2 separate regions of the Mus musculus genome follow, and region 2 is linked to region 1. The links are chromatin contacts, called in public HiChIP or PLAC-seq maps. All regions are on one chromosome and are shown on one strand. Each heading gives the region's core, a stretch centred on a gene start, on an enhancer-like site or on the middle of the called end of the contact. The rest is flanking DNA. Distances are from core to core; before and after follow the strand shown.

Region 1 (6,906 bases), core at 2,001-4,500:
AAAGGAAGTTTTGAAATGGACATGAACCTTAGCATCACTCAGAATCTTTGTGTGTGTGTGTGTGTGTGGTGTGTGTGTGTGTGTGCGCACGGGTATGCATGTGGGTATGTGCATGAGGAGGCCAAAGGTCAACCTCCTTATGTCCAGGATTACAAACACATGCTGATATGACCCAGTTTGTTCTCTGAGTCACAGAGAAGCTTGGGAGTAGCTGCTCTCAATGAATGGGGAAGACACTGGCTCATGGACATATTTGAGGTGAGGCAAGGCAAAGCCCACGTGTCCAGGTATACAGGGTATGTTCATAGCGAGTAGACTGTGAAGCCTAGGCCAAATTGTGGATGTTGTTGAATGCTGGGGCCAGGAAGCATAACTTCCTTCGGTAGACAAAAGGAATACGTCATACTCTTTATCCACGCAGTATTGGCGCCCATGTGGTATTTAATAAAAATTGACCTATTGTTTCAAAGGCAAGAGTGTTGCTTGTGGTCTCAGGTCGGGTCTTGAGGTAGGCATGTCTGGTGACCTGAGGACTAGAACTGGTGGAGGCTGGGAACTGATCACTTCAACAAAGGGCCCAGGCCCCCGCTGGGGGACATGAGGATCAGAGAGAGTAGTGTCTGGTACCTTGGTGACTACAGCGCTCTACCATGCTTGTGCACTGAGCCCTTTATCACACTGCCCCTCTACACTGTGCCTATACCACACTTCATAAATGTAATTACATGGTCTTGGTTTTACCCCGTAGCGTCCCTAGGTTGTAAGATCTGTAGCTATTTCTTCCTCTTGCTCTCCTTAAGCCCCTATGAGTATTCTCTGTAAGAACTGATTTCATTATAAACTCCACCATCATGGAAGACACCAATTTTAGAGCCTCACCTTGACCATCTAGAAAACGGGGACAGTGGTGGGTCCTTGCTATTCTTATCAAGTAAAACTGCCACAAGCCTTCAATGAGGAGGCATATATTAATTTCTTTTCAGTTGTGATTAAAATATCCCAACAAGGGGCTGTAGAGATGGCTCACCGGTTAAGAACACTGACTGTTCTTCCAGAGGTCCTGATTTCAATACCCAGCAACCACATGGTGGCTCACAACCATCTGTCATGAGATCTGATGCTCTCTTCTGGTGAGAGTGACAGTGTACTCACATACAAAGAATAAATAACTAAATAAATATTTTTTTAAAATAGCCCAACAAAAAGCAGCATCCGTGAGAAGGGCTCATTCTGGCTTATGGCTTCAGGGGGAGAAGGACATAGTGGACAAGGCACAAGGCAAAGAAGGCACAGTGGTAGGGGTAGGAAGCTGACTGGTCGGTCGTATTTCATCTACGCTCAGGAAACAGAGAGAAAGAGAACAGGAAGTGACTCAAAGCCCAATCCAGGCTCCGCCTCCTTAAAGGCTCTGAAACCTTCCCAAACAGCAGTAGCAGCAGCAGTTGGTGGGGACCAACTTTTAAACACACGGGCCTGTGGGGCCATTTCTATTCAAACCACAGCAAGGAGAGATGTGAAAATACTACTTAGGCTGAAGGATAAAGGTCTAAATACCAGCGGTTGCTACTGCCGTAGGTGTGTGTGGTCTGTGGGATTTTCAATTACGTGATGCAGCCGCTGGCTCAGGGATAGTGTAAACCCACTCTGCCCATAGTGTATCTTCATTTAATTTACATTGACTGTAAGCATAGACATCAAATCATACCATTTATTCGCTTTATTGTTTCTCACAGACATAGAACTTTTCTTGGGGCCTCAAGTTCAACTGTCAAATGCTACAAACAAGCCTAAGAAAAGGCTCACACATCGTTGACCTAGGCCTCTTAGATACTGTGCTCTCTTTACTATCATGGCCATCCCCTGCAACAGGTTGTATTAGTGACATGTTCTTCTCACATGTGGGAACAAACATTTTAGCATAGTGGGGTGCAGTGGAGTTGGTGTGCATGGTGAGGCACCATGTGGTTGCTGGGAATCGAACCCAGGTGCTTGGGAAGAGCAGCCAGTGCTCTTAACCACTGAGCCACCAACTGTCATCTGTTAGGGGCTTCTGCATCCAGGCTGCTGAGCATCAGGGAAGGAGCATCGTCCCAAGGCCTCACCTGCACTTCCTGTAGGGTAACTCCTTCTCTGGGCTTTCACCGTCTTTGTGTCATGGGACAATACCGGGCATTGACTGTGTGCCTGTCACTTTACGGTAAGATGTATTTACTTCAGAAGTCAGATGGTCTCGTGCCTGTGGGCACAGTGCAGGCCTCTCTCACCCCAGGGTGAAAGTTTATAGTGCTACATCACTACACACAATGGAAGCCAGAGCTCCCAACGCACTGGGCCATGATGTGGCTTGAGCTGTCTCTGGGTGTCAGGATCCGGTAGGCCACTGTTTCACCTCTGGAATGTCCCCTTGTCTCCTGGGTCTGTTGTAGCAGGTGGAGGGTCGGGATAGCCACTTGTGTAGCTGCTCCTGGCCTCATCCCCAAGTCCTGCTCTTCCAGAGGAATCCAGAGGACTTGAAGCTGGACCGACCCCACCCAGCATTGTAGAAGTCTGGAATGTGAATTGAGTCTGTTTCCTCCATTGTCCATTGTCATCCAAAGGTGAACCTTGCTTAGCTTTACTGCTCCTTGGGGCATCACCAAGAAGCTCCAAGGATCCTGACTCCGATCATCCACGCCCCTTCCTTCTTCAACTTGCTTAACCCCCCCCCCCCCACCCCCAGTTATTTCTTCCTCCTAACAATTGGAACTGAGAGCCAGTGGCTGCTAGGAGCTCCCTCCCGCTCCCAGAGAACTGTGGGATCTGCAGAGTGCGTGCAGCAAGTTGTTTGTGAACAGGGATGAAAGTCTGGTCGCAGTGGGAGAGGATATCAGGGGAGGATGTTTTTAAAAGCAAGCTGTGTTTTTCTGACTCTCCAGTCTTGGTTCCCGCCCTGAAGGCTCCTCCAACCCTGGGGACGAAGACAAAATATTTTTAGTCTGATAGTATTCGGTAGGCAGCCAAGAACCGAACCATCTGTCCTCCACTCTGAAGAGCTCAGTGGAATGGTTTTAATGGAAATAACTTGGAAGGTGTCACACAGCTCCTCAGCCAGGCTGTTCTATGGAGAGTGTGGTTGTTATGAAGCCCTCCAGGCTGGGTAGAGTAGAGAGGCAGAGAGGAAAAAGACCAGGGTGGTCGGAGACGCTTGTGATTCCCGGGAGACTGTTTGCAACATGGATGTCACAGAATTGGAATGTACTTTCGAGATAGCAGCTTGGCAAAGAAAAGCAGTTGACAAACAGGTCCACACCCAGTCATTACAGGGCCACCTATTGGCTGTACATTGTGTGACAAGTTTAAATATTTAAAAATCTTAAAAGTCCACCTTCAAAGGTGTGCCACCGTTTAAAAAGCTATCGCTGAGATTAAATAAAGGAGACTTGTTCCTCTGTCTGTCCTACACCTGCCGGAAGCCTCTTTTAACCAAATGCAACAATTGTAGCACATGGCTCCTGGGCTCCGTCCAGCAATTGTTTCTCTTTAACCAGGAGAGAAACCTTGATTCCAAGAGGACCCTCAGGTTGCTGGGACTCCACAGTCTGACTACTCACGGTTCTTGTGCTGGAAAGGGAACCAGAAATGAGATCATAAGTAACCAGAAACCTTTAGTTTTTGCACTTGCACAAGACACAAAGATATGAACCAATTTGGCTTAGATTTCAAAATGCTGAGCTTAAAAGTAAATGTCTTCTGCTGTTAAAAAATAATAATAATAAAGGCCATGAAACCTTTGACCTTGAATGTAGGGTAGCGACTGAGTTAGGAAAGGGGCCTAGGTTTCGTGGCTCCTTTCCTGGAACCACACTAACATTTACCAAAAGCAGAGTCCCAGGAACCGCCGTAGCCTCCTGCTCAGTGTACACAGCAACACCCCCTTGGATTCCAAAGCTCGCTATCATCAGTGCGAGTCCCTGAAGAGACACCTTTTAAATTCATTTCAGCATTGGTGACACAGGCCTTTAATCCCAGCAGTCAGGAGCAGAGGCAGGCAGGGGGCTCTGTGAGTTCAAGGCCATCCTGGTCCACATAATAAGTACCAGGTCAGCCAGGGCTACACAGCAAGACCCTGTGTCAACATAAATGGATACATAAAATTAATCTTAGAGTTTGAGTGTTTAGAAGAAGAAAAATGCCCAACAGGGCACTAGAGGCCTAGTTTCTTTGTGTCACATTGTTCAGAGACAAATTTATAACATTAATAAATAGTTAGCATTCCCTTTATAGATGCACTAACCTAGCGAGCTTGGTGGAATGAATGCTTTTACAACCTTTTAGCATCATGGGACAGACAGCTTTTAGTAGCCTGAGGTGTTCTTGGGCAGGCTAAGCAGAATAAAAATGGCTTAGTCCTCAATCCAACCTAACAGTGTTTGTATGTGCTATTTATCTATCTACCTGTCTGTCCATCCAGACAGCCATCTATTATCTATCTATCTATCTATCTATCTATCTATCTATCTATCTATCTATCTATCCATCCATCCATCCATCCATCCATCCATCCATCCATCCATCCCACCCACCCACCCACCCACCCACCCACCCACCCACCCACCCATCTATCTATCTATCTATCTATCTATCTATCTATCTATCTATCTATCTATCTATCTATCTGACTTTGAGGGAATAGAAGGCTATCATCATCATCACCACCACCACCACTACCACCGCCACCACCACCACCGCCACCGCCACCACCATCCTTAAAATTGCACACTAGCTCTATAGCTTTGGAGACTTCTTCTAACTCATAGTAGGTGTATGAACAGGTGTTGGGTAGATAAGATATGAACATGCTTTCTAGAACTTTCCACCACAGAACAAGTGCAAAGACTATTGTTAACAATAAAAGTAACCACCATGAGTTAATAGCATGCCGTGGTACATGCCTTTAATCCCAGAACTCAGGAAGCAGAGACAGGTGGATTTCTGTAAGTTTGAGGATAGTCTGGTCCACAAAATGAGTTGTAGGCTGGCCAAAGCTATCATATAATGAGATTACCTCAGATCAAGATAGATAGATAGATAGATAGATAGATAGATAGATAGATAGATAGATGGATGGATGGATGGATGGATGGATGGATGGATGGATGGATGGATGGATGGATGGATGGATGGATGGATAGATAGATAGATAGATAGATAGATAGATAGATAGATAGATAGATAGATAGATAGATAGATAGACAGACCGACCAATAAAACGAATATAGGAGAAGTTGCTGAAGATCAACAATAGCAAAACTAGAGCTTAGCGAGGCTGCTAGGTTCTCAGATGCTCCCTGCAGCTGCATCTCCCATGGCACCCAGGGTGCCTTCTCCTGAATTGGAAGACACTTCTGCGGCTATCCATTGCAGACACTGATATGATGTGATCCAGGCAGTAGTGCAGTTGCCTGCCTGATCATTTCAAGTCACTTTAGAAATTAGAAATGGGAGGTATTTGCATTTCATCTAGCTCATAGGATGCTAGCAGCAGGAGGAGGGTGAAGGGGAATAGAAGCTGGCCTTGTGGCAGGCTGCAGGTCCTAGGATAATGGATCCCTTATGGGATTAAACCAGTGATTTTACTGAGAGACAATTTCATAAAAAAAAATCACTCACTCCACAGAGGTTAGAAAAACACTTTGGGGAACCATTTGGCAAAGTACTCCTAATATGATTCTTCTTCCTTAATTCCCCCAAATTCCTCTTGGATTAAAATGGTAATAGAAAGCAAACCCACTTTGGACAACAGTTTGACGGCATCACCCCATGGCCTAGCACTTCTTCCTTCTGCTGTGTATGTTTGCAAGGAAAACAAGTCTGGAATTCATGAAAGGATGGAGAGAGCCCGTGTCAGCACTGTCTTCAGAACAGCCCGAACTTTTAAGCTGCCCAGATGCCTATCAAGACTAGAAAGGACAAATAAAACATTGTAGAGATACAGAAAGAAATAAGATGTAAGTGTGAGATTTCATAAAACACAGCAAACGAATGTGGCTCAAGTAAATGTGGTGATAGAAGGCGGCCAGCCTCTGGAGGATGTGGTAAGCGTGTCTGGGTACAGACAACACGCTCTTCTTGGTTGAGTAATGGGAACAGAGTGAACGGTGTGTACGATACTTTGTCTACACTTCTGATTTGTGCACAGTTCTTGGAACATGGGAAGTCAGGGATTTTACTTTAAAAAAAAACAAAAACAAAAGCAAAGACAAAGAAGGGCCTAACTTTCTAAAGAAATTGTGGGGAGTACTTTCAAAGTCTTCTTCCTACTTTATAAGAAAGTTCAATCTGGCATGGAAAATGTGTGACATTTTTCAGGATGAGAAGGAAGAAGGTCTGCCTAAGCTAGAGCATTAGCTCAGTACCCGAAGCCCATTCTGGAAGCACCAAATTCAGATACCGCCCCAGGGCATTCATAATCCACTCTCTGGTCCCTGGTCACCCGCCAGACCTTGGTATTTCTTAATAACTGATGAGAGGACAGGGAGAAGAGGACTATATTATGTTGTTATAGGACTTATGTCACCCACTCCTGGTCTTAAGAAAAGGCGCTTTGCCTCTGAAAGGGATGGATTAGATTTGTAACGACAGACAAGCTGAAACCACGTGGGATACTGACAAAGAGTTAGGCTCAAAGCATCCCATACTGTGAACATCACCTATGGCAAGAAATAACATTGAGGGGTGACTGGGCATAGCATACAGGGCTTTTATGGCCGTGAGATTGTTCTACATAAGACTGTCATGAGAGCTACATTTCACTGGAAATTTGTCTAGACCTGTAGAATGTACAGGTACCAAGAGTGGACTCCACTGTGAGCTGTGGACACAGCGATGATCAATGTAAGCTATCAGTAACAGCAAATACAGCACTTG
Region 2 (6,906 bases), core at 1,435-3,934, 530 kb before region 1:
AGAATTAGACATCATAATTTATTTAAAATCTATTTCAGATATTTTTCTACGAATTGTTAAATCACTAGGGAAAAACTGATATGATGTCAAAATACAGGTTTGAAAACACATAATCTTTTTCTTAAAAATTCAGTCAGCAATAAAAGTCAGATGTTATATACTTGATTAAGGCAGAAGTTATATACTTCATGATTTTTTAATGAAACCATATTAAATTACATACTAGCATGAATACGTTCTCTCACATCAATTTGTACTTGCATAAAGCTAGTTACAAAAATTCAACACGCAGAAGCAACGAGTTTCATTGAAACAGGACCTTTAAGTGGAGGCACTCGGCTCTTTCGATTTTTTTTTTTTTCTCAATGGTGATACACTCCAAAGAGCAAAGTAAGACTACAGGTAAGGAGCAGAAGTAGCTGCTGTGGTTCTAAAGAGACTTTTAAAGTAACCTGAAAAGCATGCCCTTCCAAATACAGTCATAAAATAGAACCAAAGCGTCCCTACCAATGCATAATAAAGTTTAAGTAGCTAGAAACCCTCATTGTGAAAAGGACCCGAGGTCGATAACCAATCCCTTCCACAAAACATTATGAAAATATTCTTAAAAGATCCTTAGCACAACAAAGTTTGTTGAACTAAATTGTACTAAAATGCTGAAAACATTAACCAGTGGCATAGGCCAGCGTGGACTACTGTTATAGTTTCTGCAGAATACGTAAACTTCCCAACAAGATATTTCTTAAAAGCCATATGGCCTAATGTGTTTGGTCTGGCAATAAATATAATTCAAAAACAAAATACATATTTACTATTATACCATTAAGGGAAGACACTATGGTTTACATTTTTAAACTCCATAAATATTATGCATATGCTCCAATAATAAGCAAGGAAATGAAACATATAGCTAATGATTTTACCCGACACGTTTGCATCAGACATTTGCTTTAGCATCTCAGGATAAAAATCAATGTGTTGAGCCCAAATCGTATACTTACTAGCCTTCAATTAGCCATGTACACTTTGTTTTATATTTATAGTTAATTGGTCCATCTGTTAAATATCCAGAAGGTTCTGTTAACCTAAAAAAGAAAAATCAGGAAAACGGTTACCTTAAGGTAGCATGAAAGCATGCAATAGTGGGAGAAAAATTCAAAGCATTAGGCCAAAACAACGAGACCTAACAGTTACAAATTGGAGGCTATATTGACAATCTAAAACAATTTTGTCCCTACAAATGAAAAGAAATTGTCTAAATCTCCTCAAATTGGATAAAGCACGGCTGTTTCAACTGACAGCATAGGAAAAGTCAGGGGAAGGCTGAACATTTCCCTGACGGGTTCTGTGTTGACAAAATGTTGACGAGGTTAAAATTTATCTTCACTAAAATAAGGCTCTAGCGAAAGGACAATCAAATGGCCTCTGAATGGCGCCGGGGGGGGAGGGGGGGGGGACACAGGGTTGCGTCTGGGAGCAACGGTGCACGTGACTTGGGGGGGGGGGTGACTGCTGCACGTGATTTCAGTGCGCCACAACCATTAAGCAGCCGTAAGATACGTCACAGTCCTATGCCCATTTTTATCAACTTCTCTTGACTAATTTATACTTCTACACAATCTCTGCCAATTTTAGAAATAAGAGTAAGTCTAATTTTTCTATCTATACTTAAACAATTCGAAAAACTTTTTTTCAGAATCTTAAAATATTAAAGACAAAAATCTAGATGCACCTAACTTCTAGACAAATTACTTAACAGGTTCATAATTTAAATTTTCATTTAGCCTTCGTATATATATATATATATATATATACATAGATGTATATACATACATACATACATACATACATACATACACACTTCACAGATAACCGGCTTTTTGTAGTCACACGAACAGACATATGTATATACCCCCTGATATCAGGGTCATAATCTACTCTTAAATAAAATTAAGTTTTCCATGTAGTATATGGAGCCTTGAAAACATTAGGAGATAAACAAGGTTGACAAGCCAGCCAATGTTAACGTTATCTGAAAGACTTCCACAATTCCTACAAATGGTCTTGGTAATAAAAATGCAAATTTATGCTTGGAAAAAAATTGATGAGCTATAGACAAAGCTCTATATTCTCAAGATAACAAACACATTCTATCTAACCAGTATTACTCTAAGTGGATAATACATGACTTTATTCTGAAACCTCGAAATCCCTGTAAAATACTTAGCAATTCCATACGACAGATGAGAAAAACAAAGTACAGCTTAAATAACAGGCCAGTTAACTTATTCTAATTTTTCACTTCCAATGATAGCGGATGAGGTAATCCAGACAGACACCCCCCATACCAACTTTAAAAGTGAAATAATTTTGAGATACTCCAAGTCTGATCAGCAACTATATCTAGTGACCAAGCTAAGACCCAGAAGTCATAGATACTTTGAGAGAAGCCAGGCACAAAAGGCTGTTTGGGGGCTAGAGATTTCTCTAATCTACAGAAACTACCAAAATAAATAAATAAATAAATAAATAAATAAAGTGTGTGCTTGAGAGTCCGGACGGAGGAATGACAAGACAAGAACGGGAAGCAAAGCCCGCAGCAGAAAGGCACGTCAGTGTGCCACATGGTACTTTTGACCTGGGAACAATGACTTGTTCTTTGAGTAATGGTGTACCAGCGCTCTGATGACTCATCTTGGTTGCCAACTTAACTACATCCTGAAGTGACTAAAGCCACGCCCCTGGAGCACCTGTGAGGGACTTTTCTTGGCTGGATTATTTGAAGTGGAAGACCCACCCTAAGTCCATCTGAGGTCAGAAGGCCCACCCTCAATGGGTCACACCTTGTGGTGGCAGGGCACACAAAGGACCTGAAAGAAGGAAACTCATGCTTTCCGTTTGCTGGCTCTCCCTCTCACTGGCAAGCTCATCTGCCCTGGCCCTTTCCCTCTCTGGTGTCAGAACCCATTTCTCCAAGATCGTATTGAGAATTGGATTGAAAAGTGATAGATCTCTAGGCGCTCCCTTGGACTCCAGCACCGGACTCCCATCTCATGCACTGATCTTCCCAATTAGAAACAGCCAAGGCTGGACTGCTGAGTACTAACATAGAGATGAATATTCGCTCATTCTATCAGCTCTGTTCCCTAGAAACCCCAACTAACACAAAAGCAGGGGGTAAGCCTGAGAGCACGAGTCTTCCGGGCAACAGAAAGTTCCAAGGCTTACAGCCGGCTTAATCGGATGCTAAGAACCATACATATCCCAGGCTTCAAGTTACAGCCACCAAGAGTTTTTGTTTTTAAGTGAAATGTATGACTGTTGAAAGATAATTAAGTATCAAAAGCAAGATACAAAAAAGGAAGCTACAAACAATAAGCCTGAATCAAAATTCTCCATGACTATCATACAATGTATTCATTATATATATATATATATATATATATATATATATATATATATATATATATGCTAAGTTTAAAAAGAAAAATGTTTACATTGGAAATAATTAACTCAAAAGTATAAATAAAAATGGTAGCAGTTAGGATATTTCTGAAAATTTTTGTTACTGAAAAGTACAATAATCGAAATTAAGACGCTAGGGGGACAGATTCCAGTAGAAATCAAGCACAAATGACAGTAACTTCCCAACTACACCAGGATAACTGAGAAATCCAGATCTGTGTTTGAGCCAGGCCATTCCACCAAGCAATTTCTAGTGGGTAGGTGGAAAAGGACAAAACCATAACATAAGAAGCCGTGGTCTTCTAAAGGTTGGCTTAGCTTCAGTGTGTGTGTGTGTGTGTGTGTGTGTGTGTGTGTATGCATATGTGTGCGTGGGTTTGTGCGCATGTGTGTGTGTATGTACATATCACTCTTTCTCACAGCTGTATTTTGCACACAAGCAGTCAGAAGCTAATTTTACAGCTAGACTGATCACTCGCTGTGGCTGAGAGAGAACAAAAGACAGGATCCATACAAGCGACGGTCAATACAGCGCCTTTGGGGACCACGCTTTCTCTTGCTTTTGCGGCAAAAGTAAATGGCTCTTTACTTGTAAGAAGTGTGTCTTCGTGGGTAAACACAGAGATTCAGGTTGTTACTGGGGAGTCAAATACGTTCAAAAGGCTCCCCCAGAGGCTGCATCTCTACGGGGTGCGCTGTACCAGTCACCCATCTGGTACCTTCTCACCTCCCATTCATCCATTTGCCTACTGCGTTAAAATAGACCCGGACCCTTCAAATCGTTTTTCTTTGCCAGATGGCGAGGAGTTTTATAGTCAGCTGGCATGATTTGTTCACAGAGTGCCCTGGAAGAGACTCTGGGAGAAAAGGATTTTGCTTCCTAGTTCCACTGTTCATGCATCCCGTGTGGCTTTGCCAGCAGTAAATTACTACAACCACACATCATGGACAGCAGCATCTAGCCACCAAAAGCTTCCCCCAGCTTCCTCTCCGCCATTTTTTTAAGCAAACACCTAGAGTGAGACACTCCCATGAACAGCTTTCCTCAGCTTCCCATAAAACATTTCAGAGCAAGTCAGAGTAAGTTCACCGTAGCCCCAACATAACCCTTCCACTCACTAAGCCTGGGCTATGCTTACCAAGCAAGATGTCAACTTCAGACGAAGGACGATCAGTTGTACTCTCAGCCGTCGGCCACAAGGGGCCTGCTCTCATTTCTGCTCTTTCAGAATTCTCATTCTCTTATCCCTCTAACTAGTAACATTAAATTTTCTTAAGACTATGAGATTCTTTTTCCTAAATATGTTAAAACCAAGTACAGTAATGCCAAGTCACTGCAAAATAAATGGACAATAACATATCTCTTTGCACCCAAAATGCTGACCATATCAAATATGGGCAAAGAGGTAGGGGAAAATTCTCATGGGAATAATTTAGCACAACTTCATAAAATAATATGCTGCTATCTTAATAGTTAAAGATAGGCACACTGCAGTGCTATGATTGACAGTAGCAGTGCTGTGCTCACACCACAGTGCAGTGGCTGGCAGTGGCAGTGCTGTGCTCACACCACAGTGCAGTGGCTGGCAGTGGCAGTGCTGTGCTCACACTATAGTGCAATGGCTAATAGTGGCAGTGCTGTGCTCACACCACAGTGCAACGGCTGGCAGTGGGAGTGCAGTGCTCACACCACAGTGCAATGGCTGACAGTGGCAGTGTTGTGACCATAACACAGGGCAGTGGCTGACAGTGGCAGTGCAGTGCTCACACCATAGTGCAGTGGCTGACAGTGGCAGTGCTGTGTTCACACCACAGTGCAGTGGCTGACAGTGGCAGTGCTGTGCTCACACCACAGCGCAGTGGCTGACAGTGGCAGTGCAGTGCTCACACCATAGTGCAGTGGCTGACAGTGGCAGTGCTGTGTTCACACCACAGTGCAGTGGCTGACAGTGGCAGTGCTGTGCTCACACCACAGTGCAGTGGCTGACAGTAGCAGTGCTGTGCTCACACCACAGTGCAGTGGCTGACAGTGGCAGTGCTGTGTTCACACCACAGTGCAGTGGCTGACAGTGGCAGTGCTGTGCTCACACCACAGTGCAGTGGCTGACAGTGGCAGTGCTGTGTCACACTCTCTCAGACTTTCTTACATTTCCACACATTTGGTCTGATTTCTACAGTGAGTTTCTGAATCTTTTTTGAAGGGCTCTCCCCTCGAGCAACTAAAACTCATTTTGCTCATGCAAATCGTGAGACTTGATTATGAATCTACCTCCTCCCAGGAACAGCCTTTAGCCCACAAATAGGAACATAAATGTCCTGGCCTCCCTGCCTCTTTGCATTGATAATGCCAAAGTCCCCTGTCCCAAGCACTTCCCTGTGGAACCAAACTCCAACAGTCCACATGCTAGCCGACTGTAGACCTCCACCTGACTGCCCATTCCTCTCTACCAGTCTCCAAACTTTACAAAGGTACATGTTACATAGTTGTGCTTGCTGATGCAGAAAGTTCTGTGATATCCATAGTGGATCTTAAGAAATTTAGATGAAGAGCAATGTAAAGACAATGACGCAAGATGGCTCAGCGGGTGAAGGGGCTTGTGGCTAAGTCAAACAGCCTGAGTTTGATTCCCCAGGACCCACATGGTGGAAGGAGAGGCTCAACTCCAAAGAGTTGCCCTCTGACCTCCACACAACTCACCCTCCTCCTCCTCCTCCTCCTCCTCCTCCTCCTCCTCCTCCCCCTCCCTCTCCCCCTCCCCCTCCCCTGCCTCACTAAATTCTTTGAAGACAGTAGAATTAGTTTACTGCTGTAGAAAGCACAGGGAGATGCTAGAGAAAGAGTTGCACATCCACTCTGGTACAGGATGAACATCAACAACTTCCCTAAGATTTAAAGAAGTGAGTCGGTGTCTGGTCCTGACCTCTCATGGGTTTACTTAATGGCCCTCACAAGTCATATGCTAAAAAGAATACTAACCCCCACCCCAAAAAAAAAACAGTGGAGCCATGAAAGTTAGAAGGGGTCTCTCTAATTACATGAACTTTAGAACCTGGATCCCACATGATTTTTGGACTTTCTGAGCCTGCAGCAATTGTCTTTCAAAAGTCAGGATTGAAAAAAAAATGACTTCAGACTTAAAGGAAGTGGCTGCTTGTCCTTTGGCCATAGCACTAAGTAACACCAGAAGTGAATTAAATCAGTCTGATCAATTAATGGAAGTTGGCTATAATCGTGCTTCCAAAAAGCCATGCAGATCGTGTATAATAATGGAGAATATAAGTTAAAAAGCCCTAAATGTCTGGGAATTAAGAAACAGAGTTCTAAGTCATAAGGACACCTAAAAAAAAAAAAACAACAACATTTTAAACTGACTCATTCTAAAAGTCACAACCTACTAAAGCTTGAAAGATGAAGTTAAACCAGTGCTTTGCAGAATTTAT

The links. HiChIP or PLAC-seq counts read pairs in DNA pulled down with a chosen protein or histone mark.
Region 2: a FOXA1 HiChIP or PLAC-seq map of pancreatic cancer cells shows a contact between it and region 1. The contact joins two enhancer-like sites. A contact is called at or near these places in 1 of 39 promoter capture datasets (the C10 cell line), 1 of 484 Hi-C or Micro-C datasets (cumulus cells), 8 of 115 datasets of contacts at active chromatin or transcription factors (astrocytes, craniofacial prominence, embryonic forebrain and 5 more) and 1 of 9 other capture datasets (embryonic stem cells).

What each region holds. Positions count from the first base shown.
Region 1 is chr19:57,094,720-57,101,625 of GRCm38.p6, reverse strand. The region is part of intron 6 of Ablim1 (actin-binding LIM protein 1); the gene reads left to right. Among named protein-coding and RNA genes, the nearest start is that of Afap1l2, 90 kb to the right of the region's middle. Within about 2 kb of position 3,250, at least 88 of the 459 cell types and tissues checked have an H3K27ac peak or open chromatin away from gene starts, as enhancers often do. A contact at or near this core is called in pancreatic cancer cells, where this site is marked.
Region 2 is chr19:57,623,264-57,630,169 of GRCm38.p6, reverse strand. Atrnl1 (attractin like 1) reads right to left here. Exons shown (of 29, transcript NM_181415.4): 2 at 1,002-1,085. Among named protein-coding and RNA genes, the nearest start is that of Atrnl1, 16 kb to the right of the region's middle. Within about 2 kb of position 2,684, at least 25 of the 459 cell types and tissues checked have an H3K27ac peak or open chromatin away from gene starts, as enhancers often do. A contact at or near this core is called in pancreatic cancer cells, where this site is marked.